Linked DNA regions of Gossypium hirsutum: all the other regions are linked to region 3. Evidence: chromatin contacts called from public Hi-C data. All regions are on one chromosome and are shown on one strand. Each heading gives the region's core, a stretch centred on a gene start, on an enhancer-like site or on the middle of the called end of the contact. The rest is flanking DNA. Distances are from core to core; before and after follow the strand shown. Region 1 holds the start of LOC107952025 (transcriptional corepressor SEUSS). Region 2 holds the start of LOC107952027 (mitogen-activated protein kinase kinase kinase 3). Region 3 holds the start of LOC107952461.

Region 1 (3,010 bases), core at 156-2,655, 140 kb after region 3:
ATTTAAAATTTAATTGGACTATACTTTGGTTAATATATTCGGATATCAATCTTATTATATTTATAATAAATAATTAAAACTTCATAAAAAAACCTTAAAAATATAGCAGTGAGGGTGGGCCTAGGACTCCTCAACGGCCACGATTGAGACCGCTAAACGAACAACATATTTTGTCTAAATTCTTCCTTTTTATTAGAGTAGTATGTGTATTGTTTTTGTTTGGACGTTATTTTGGGATTTCGGACCATTTTTCAATTTATCTATATTAAAATATTACATACATTATATTATTACACAATATTGACATTGGACATTCACAACGGGATAATGAGAATTAGCAAGTTGAGATTCGGTATGTATCACGAACAACGAACATGGCTATTAGTACTATAAACAAGATGGTAAGGTGTTGCTAAACGTGGTTTTATTTTTTTCATTATCACATTTGGTGGTGCAATATGTAATGTTGAGGGATAAGTGTTGAGTAATCAGTCTGTTATTATCAATTGAGTGTTGTAATTTAACTTTCTTTTGTAACTAAAAAAAAAGAGAAGAGATTGTATAAAATTGTGATTTCACGTCATCTTTATTTCTTTTTAATAGGAATTAGATTTTTTCTCTTGATTTTCAATTTTTTCTCCTAAAAAAATTCAAATCCAACTGAAAAATACTAAAATCAGGAGCAAAAATCTGATTTGTTATTCTCCTATTGGAAATAGATAGAGATAACATGAAATCACAGTTTTATACAATCCTTACTCTTAAAAAAATAAATTGTCAAGAATGAAATTTTTTCAGATATATCAATATTTGCTACTTTATAAAGAAATTGAGATTTTAATTATTTTTCAATTGAATTAATATATTGTTAACTTATATATAAACTTAGCCAAAAATTTAAATATAGTATTGATGTTTATAATTTATTTTTAAAATTTTAGTAAAATATATAATATATAAATACAAATTTAAATATTATAAATTATAAATTAAATTAATAACATAATTTTATTTTTAAAAAATAAATATGCTAGTAGTAGTTGGTAAACTGCTACAAATATAGGCAGCTACTGATGAATACCAAGATGGAGGCGATACTCTACTGATAATCGAATTATTCAATTTCTAATTTTGAATAATTCAATTAATTTATCATAGTCTCTCAAATGTTATTTTGATTGGATTGAATTAAATTTAAATTTAAATTTAAATAAATTATATTAATTCTAATTTATATACATCCAACACACATTTTTATGGCAATAAAATTTTACTTTTAACCCATATTCAGTTTATGGTAATTTAATTGGATTAATTTAATTTTAAAATAATCAATATTTGAAAAAAAAATTGAAACAATCATGTGGCATAAGTGTAAGCATACACATGCAACGAAACAAGTGCGTCACTTTAATACATCCCATCATCCATAATTCATGATAGATGGATGGATGGATGGATATGATGCCATCCATCATCATCATCATCATTCCATGGAAACAAAGGAAGGGAGTGAAGGGGGAAAAATAAAAGAAAATTCAATCTAATGGAATGAAATTTTGACGTCCGCAAAGGACAATACAAACACTCTTTCTCTCTCTAGATACAGCGAAGAAGAACAGGGCACGTACTGAGACAAGAAAAAAGAAAAAGCAGAAGAATTGATTTAAGAGGAGAGCAAAAAGAAGGTTTTTTTTTTGTTTGGTTTAAATTTTTTTTGGTGAAGTGTAAACATATTAATTGCTTCAGTTTATTGAAGCAAAAAAGAAAAAAAGAAAAAAAAGGGAAGAAGAATTGAAGAGAAAGAGAGTTTAAAAGACATTTTGGTATTTTTAGTTTTGGGTATGTTTTGATTGAAATCAAAGCTTTGGAGATTTGGGAAACTTTCTTTACTTTTTTATTTTCTTTCCCCTTCTTCTTTGTTTATCTTTTGACAGTAACTGTGGGAATTTTTCAACGCTGGTAAGTCTTCTTAAAGTCTCTTTAGCTTTGACCCTTTTGCTATTTTTTTTTGGGGTTTAAGTCTGGATCATTGATTTCTGCTGTTAGTGGCTGGATCGAGTTTAGTTGCTTTTTTTAATGTATTTGGTTAAACATTCGTTTTTCTTCTAATAAAGTTGCAATTTTTTGGGGGTTTGGAGGTTAAAAATTTCAGCTTGGTCAGTTGATTTTACTGTCTTTCTCTAATTTTAAGTAAAATTTTGTTTGAGTTTTAAATTTCTACAGTTTTGAGATTTAGGTTTTTCTTTAAGATTCGATTGGAGTTTGATTTTACGGTTATCTGATTTCAGTTTTACATTTTTTTTGTTGACAGTCTTAGTTACTTTTTGTGCTGAATGTTAGTAAAATTATTTTTCGGATGATTTATGTTCCAGTGGATCTGAAAATTCTTATGTCTTCTTTTCTTTTATTAGGAATTCGAGGGAAAGCCATTCTAGTGTTGCTTGACTGTAAATGTTAGAATGCTCAGAATCAGAGTTTCTTCTTGGGATTCGGTTTTCTTTGGTAATGGCCGCTTGTATGGTGGAACAGAAAGCTATATGCTCAGGCACCGAACTGATCCCTTGTTATTTTTCCACAATGAGGACTGGAAAGTTAAAAGCAGCCAAGTTGGGCTGATTTCTTGAACTCTGCGGCTGATTTTTTTGTGTTTTGTTCTATTAACTGTAGTTTATTTAGTTGAATTCATGTTGTTTTAGATAGTTGTTACAGTTTTGTGAGTGAGTGAGTTTTAGGCAGTTATTCTTGAAACATGGTGCCATTAGGGCCTTCTACTCCAATAGGTGGTGCGCAGTCTGTTCCATCGTCTCTTTTGCGAACAAATTCGGGGATGCTAGGATCACAAGGCGGTGGTCTTCCTTCTCAATCTGGGTTTCCTTCATTAGTGTCTCCTCGTACTCAGTTTAATAATATGAATATGCTCGGGAATGTGCCTAATGTTTCTTCCCTTCTAAATCAGTCATTTGGGAATGGGGGTCCAAACCCTCAGCTTTCTGGTCCTGGGAGTGGC
Region 2 (2,945 bases), core at 135-2,634, 180 kb after region 3:
TATTTAGCAATAATTTAATTTAGTTATTGTAATTAGTATCTTAAAAAATTAAATTTAACATCTACAAATTAAATACTCATTTTTCTTGTAGTGTGTACGAGAATAACCAATCATCTGCCGAGTTTAATGTCTTTGAAACAATGGCCAAAACTGTGAATTCTAATGTCAAAAGTTTCCATATGTTTTCATGCATAATTAAAAGGTCCACCCTAAATAAGAAAACTAACATACATCATCATATAGGTTGTGGACATTTAACAGAAAAGGAAAGGCAGCGGTTTTCCACCATAAGAGGAGGGGGGGGGGAGTTGCTGGTTTTGCAAATTGTTTAGCTGACAAAGACAATTCATCAATGCAGTAAGGTCCACTTCGGTTTTATTATAATGGGACACAAAACCAATAATATCTAAAATGTAGCGGAGAGCATTTTGACGCCATGTATTTCATCAATAATTTATCCACTGCCATGTCCACCAGGGCGGCATGCATGCAGTTGAAACCAAGTTGATGAGTACTGAATGTTGTCTTCGTGGCTTGCACTTGTTTGAATTTTCCAAATCTGTGTTTTTCTCATGGAAGCAATTTTCTGTATTGGAGAAGTTGCAGACAAGTCAAATGTGCAGAAGAAGACAAAGCATTAAAACCAAAAAGCTTATGTCTGTCTTTCGAAAGGTGACATTTAATAAGTTAGGGTTGGAATTGTTGGGTTTTCTAACACTTTTCTTCTATTAGCAAGTTTCCCTCCATTAACAAGTTACAATCCTTTCCTATATAAAAAGAAAAGGTTGTCTGATACAACAAGATGCAAGATCTTTGTTAGTGATTGACTGTTAAGGAAAAAAGTGGTTAATGGTATATTTAAGGACAAGGCTGTGCAGTTGAAAAGATGCTCATAATTGAATGTATTTGATCTGCTCTGATTTATTGTTTTAAAATGGAGAATTTAAGAAGTGACAATATGTTTTTCTGTTTTGCTTTGGAATCATAAATTCGTCATCATTATGTAATAATCTGACCAATCTTTTGCTCTTATAATGAACATATAAAGGCTAATTGCAGATAATCAAAGAGTCAAGTAAATGTCCTTAGATATATGCTTATTTTCGAAGTTTCTTCCAAGTAATATTGATTTCCTATCCAAAAACAAACCAAAAATGGAGAAGACCTGACTCTATCCAGGTACCATCCATTTTAATTCGAAAATCAAAAGATACCTGAAGTTAATTTTATATCAAAAATGGATTGTCATAAAATTTTACCGTAGGATTGGACGTACATTAAATCATTTCAAACCACCAAGTAGCCAGTGGAAGGCCTCGGTAGATAAACACACCCGTGTATATACAGGCAAGCACGCGGTATCACATTAATGTTAACCACTATATAAACAAGTGGGTTCATAAAGCACAACTTCAGCCTAAAACTTACTTAGTTCTTCCTCACACAGTGCTTTATTATATGGAAGAAAAGAGCATGAAGAAAACATATACAACAAGGAACAACAATAAACATAGCATGGAGAAGCCAAAAGGCTTGCATGAAGCAGCTGCAGCGAGTAAAAAATCTCCGAGAAACAGTTATGATATTGAAGTTCATCCAATCTCCTTTCATGGGTGTTCAGTGTTGTGGGATTCTGATTCAGATTTAGGAAGTAAAAGTAGGGAGAAGAAAGCTTATCCATTGCCACAGCCTTCAGCTTCTTCATGTAGGGCATCAATGGAGTCCCATCAAAGGGGTTCAAGTTTTGGTTCAGAAAGGGTGTCAGTTTCAAGTGTTACCTCAAATGAATCTTCTGATGATGATGATGATGATGATGATATTCATGGGGATTTCAGTTCCTTCAGGTTTGTAGCTTATATTCTCAAGTTCCTTAAAAAACTTGTTTCATCTTCTGTTTTGCTCATGAAGATCAAATAATAACTATCTGATACAGATTTTAGTGAAAATTCCATAAATTTCCACTCAATACTGGTTTGATTTTCAGAAAACTTCACCCTCTTTGTTTTATATTTCTTTATCAAATTATATACAACATTAAAAAATAATGAAAATATTGAATTATTATAAAATTAAATTATATTTAACTTTTAAGTAAATTTAGGCATTTTAAACTAAAAAGAAATTGATTAAAAATTAAAGAAAAAAATGATAAAATGAATTGCTTCAATGTTACAGTAAACAATCGAATATATTTAGCATAAAAAATTATTAACAAAAACAAAAAAGTAAAATAGAAGATATAATTATCATTTATGACAAATTATTTAACATATAATTTATAATTTAAGTGCCTGAAAAGCTATGTGCAGAAATGTGTCGGTTATCATCTACCAAACTTGTAATACTAATTAATGTATTTTCTTTTGCCTTAATGAAGAAAAGGCAAATATAATAGCTGGATATTTTATACCGTTCATCTGGTGGTTCCCCTGTTGTTAACATCATTAAAGCTACGGTGCTCACATGATTCTTTTAGAAAATATTAATATAAAAACTCTGATATATAAGTGACATAGTTTATGATTTGGTTGCAGAGTATATGAAGAAAATAACAGCAACTTATGGTCAAAAGGCTCAAATTCAGGATCAAAAGCTTCGTATATGCATCAATCACCTCGATATCTGTCACCATGGGATGCCAGTTTAGAGTCCCCAACTGAGAAACATCCATGTCATCGTCTTCCCCTTCCTCCTCCTACTTCACCTAATAAACCTCCAAAGAAATCTCCATCTAAATGGAAGAAAGGGAAGCTTCTAGGAAGAGGGACATTTGGACATGTTTATGCTGGATTTAATAGGTAAAATATTTGATATAATTTCATTGCCCTTTCATATGAATGAATTCAAAAGAAAAAGCTTTATATATTACTTTTTCCAACAGTGAAAATGGAACAATGTGTGCAGTGAAGGAAGTTAAGGTCATTACAGATGATCAAACATCAAAA
Region 3 (3,258 bases), core at 345-2,844:
TACAAAACAAAAGCTCTTCTCTGCATTTCAATCTGACATTCGAAGGTCCTCTTGAAGTAGTAGTGGCTTTAAATTCTAACATATTGGATCCCAAATGTCATTCAACCGTAATTTTCAAAGAAAATTCAGACTATAACTCCATAGTTACAGGGTCTAATAATCGAACAGGGGACTCTAATATTGTGACCGTCCCTTCAAAATGATACTAATATGATAATAAAAAAGAAAGTGGGCGCAGTGGTAGAGCACTAAATAAGACAATTCATAGACGAGGGGGACGTTTTAAAATTGCTGGAAATTCATGTGTCTCACTTCCCGATGCTATGAATTCCATGGCAAAGCTTATTGGTGAACAAGTGGAGACCTTTACTGATAAGGTTATCATTAATGATGCAGGAGATAAAACTCCCATTACCCCTTGAAAGGTTAGTCCCCGTATTTTTAAATTTTTAATTTATAAATTTTACTATTTTTTTGTTGTAATTGTTAGGGTTGTGCTAGTTCGAAGTTTATTCAGGTTTTTTGTAAATATAATCGGAAACATAAACCAAATTTTATTGGCCTTATAAAAATAAGAGTTAGTGAGGGAAAAGCTGATTCAGTTATTGCAAAGCTTGGTTTTCATTACTCTCATCGTGTGGAGGCAGTGAGCTTTTCAGGTGGTATTTGGATTGATTGGAAAGAATCCGTTTGTGTGGAGGTTCTAAAAAACCATTCTCAATTTGTGTTAGTTAGAGTTACTGGAACTTCTTTCCGACAGCCTTTTTTGGTTACTTTTGTATATGCTAGCCCTAATCACAGTAAACGGAGACTTTTTTGAGAGGCTTTATAGAGAACTATTCCAGTAGATGGGTCTCCGTGGATGGCAATTGGTGACTTTAACACTATTCTTTCTACTACTGAGAAAAGAGGGAGTCGGACTCTTAGAAAGAGATACCCCTTTTTTGGTGAACTTATGGACTCCACCTTATTGCAAGATTTAGGCTTTAGAGGTCCACAATTCACTTGGCAGAGAGGGGGAATTCTGGAGCGTCTGGATAGGGCTATCTGTAACAATGCTTGATGTACCTTTTTTCCTAATTCCATGGTGACTCACTTGCCTAGACTTAAATTCGATCATAAACCCTTAAACTATCTTTGATGCCTGATTTCCTTTCCTCAAAAGGGGCGTCCATTTAGATTTTTAGTAGGTTGGATTGAACATCTAGCATTCTCGAATTTTGTAAAGGAGAATTAAAGGATTTCTGCTAATATGTCGATGATTAATTTTGAGTTTACTGATTAAGTCAAAAGATAGAATAAGGATGTGTATGGTCATATTCATACTCGCATGAAGTTTCTGACTAAGAAACTACACAATATTGAGGTTGAGCGCAGTAGAAGAAACTCGACTTTTATCAACCAGGTTGAGTTGGAGATTAGAGAGGATTTGGAAAATGTGTTGCATCATGAAGAGATTCTTTGGTAAAAGAAAGCTCGTTGTGATTGGTTAGTTTTAGTGGATCGAAACACCAAATTTTTTCACGCGCGTACTTTGAGGAGAAGAAAGTAGAATCAAATCACCGCTTTAAAAAATGATTTAGGCGAATGGATCATGAATGAAGAACAACTAAAATTTGAAGTGGTAAATTTCTATAAAGCCTTGTATGGTGAGCATCCCGGCTCGATGAGAGGTTTGCCCTTGAGCGCTTTTCCACCTCTCTCTGACGAGGATTTTATTCTCCTAAACAGTCCAATTTCTGATGAGGAAATTAAAGTTGCTTTGTTTGACATGGCACCTTTGAAGGTTCCAGAAAGTGATGGTTTTTACGCTATTTCTACCAAAGTTAGTGGGATCACGTTGGCGCCTCCGTTTGCAGTTGGGTTAAGGGTATTTTTGCTGGTGAAAGCATTGATCCGGAATTAAATAATTCGCTTATAGTTCTTATCCCTAAAACTCAAAATTTGGAAGGCTTCGCCCAATTTTGGCTAATCAGTTTATGTTCTGTTCTATATAAACTGGTTGTGAAGGTTATTGCTAATCATTTTAAAATGGTTTTCCCTAAGTTTATAGCTCTCGAGCAGGCTGGTTTCTTAGTTGGACAGAATATGACGGATAATATTTTCATTACTCAAGAGGTTATACATTCTATGAGGAGAACGCAAAAAAAGAGGATGTGGATGGCCATCAAAATTGATCTAGAAAAAGCCTATGATCGAGTGCATTGGGACTTCATTGACTTGTCACTCCAAGCTGCAGGTATTCCTAATTTTTTATGTAATTTTATTATGTCTGTAATTTCCAGCTCTACTATACAGGTGTTGTGGAATGGGGTTCCAACTTTGAAGTTTCGACCTACCAGAGGCGTTCGAAAAGGTTGCCATTTATCTCCGTATTTATTCATTTTGTGCATGGAATGGTTATGTCACAATATTCATGCTGCTATTAGTACTGGCAATTGGATCCCTATTCGACTTGCTTGCAATGGTCCACCGCTTTCTCATTTGCTTTTCGCGGATGATTTGATCCTCTTCGGTCATGCTGGGGAACATCAGGCTTGAATCATCAATAATATTCTTGATGATTTTTGTAACTACTCGGGTCATAGAATTAATATGAGGAAGACAAATATTTTTTTCTTCAAAGGCATAAATGGCAGTTTGAGGAGGCGTATCAGCAATTTCTTTGGTTTTCAAGAAGTGAAGAACTTGGGACTTATTTAGGTGTTCCCTTTTTTCATGAGAGGGTTACAAATAACATGCTGCGCTTTATGGTTGATAAGGTTCGTAACAAGCTATCTAGTTGGGACGTCAGACAACTTTCCTTGGCAGGTAGGGTTACTTTATCTCAATATGTCATTCTATCGATCTAAAGTTACTTTATGCAGACAATGATGCTTCCTAAAGGTTTGTATGATGAGACCGAGCGCATCGTGCGAAAATTCGTTTGGGTTTCCACAAATGGCAACATTAAGGTAGCTTTGGTTACTTGGGATTCAGTGTGTCAACCAAAATCTTATGGGGGTCTTGGTCTGAAACAGTTGAAAGATCATAACACTTCTTTTATGATGAAGATGGGTTTTGACATTATCTCTAATATTAATGCTTTATGGGTTTGGGTCCTTCGGTCTAAATACGGGATCCCCAGTGGTTTACCCGAAAATGTGTCGAGGGGGCGTTGTTCCTTCCTATGGAAATCCATTGCTAAGGTTTGGCCTCTTATCTGTGAAAACCTTTCATAGTCCGTTGTAATGGTAAGAGTATTAAATGTTGGCGTGA

What was found. A called contact is a pair of places that touch in the nucleus more often than the background predicts.
Region 1: a Hi-C map of leaf shows a contact between it and region 3, with 1.9 times the contacts expected there. The contact joins the promoter of LOC107952025 here to the promoter of LOC107952461 in region 3. A contact is called at or near these places in 5 of 34 Hi-C or Micro-C datasets (anther and leaf).
Region 2: a contact with region 3 is called in a Hi-C map of leaf, with 2.6 times the contacts expected there. The contact joins the promoter of LOC107952027 here to the promoter of LOC107952461 in region 3. A contact is called at or near these places in 6 of 34 Hi-C or Micro-C datasets (hypocotyl and leaf).

The regions. Positions count from the first base shown.
Region 1 is chrA02:12,187,348-12,190,357 of Gossypium_hirsutum_v2.1, forward strand. It overlaps LOC107952025 (transcriptional corepressor SEUSS), which reads left to right and starts at 1,406. Exons shown (of 10, transcript XM_016887260.2): 1 at 1,406-1,688; 2 at 2,415-3,010. The coding sequence starts at 2,753.
Region 2 is chrA02:12,227,879-12,230,823 of Gossypium_hirsutum_v2.1, forward strand. LOC107952027 (mitogen-activated protein kinase kinase kinase 3) reads left to right here and starts at 1,385. Exons shown (of 8, transcript XM_016887265.2): 1 at 1,385-1,844; 2 at 2,535-2,798; 3 at 2,882-2,945. The coding sequence starts at 1,459.
Region 3 is chrA02:12,047,215-12,050,472 of Gossypium_hirsutum_v2.1, forward strand. It overlaps LOC107952461, which reads left to right and starts at 1,595. Exons shown (of 6, transcript XM_016887713.1): 1 at 1,595-1,870; 2 at 2,011-2,239; 3 at 2,299-2,356; 4 at 2,430-2,535; 5 at 2,640-2,762; 6 at 2,868-3,221. The coding sequence starts at 1,595. The coding sequence ends at 3,221.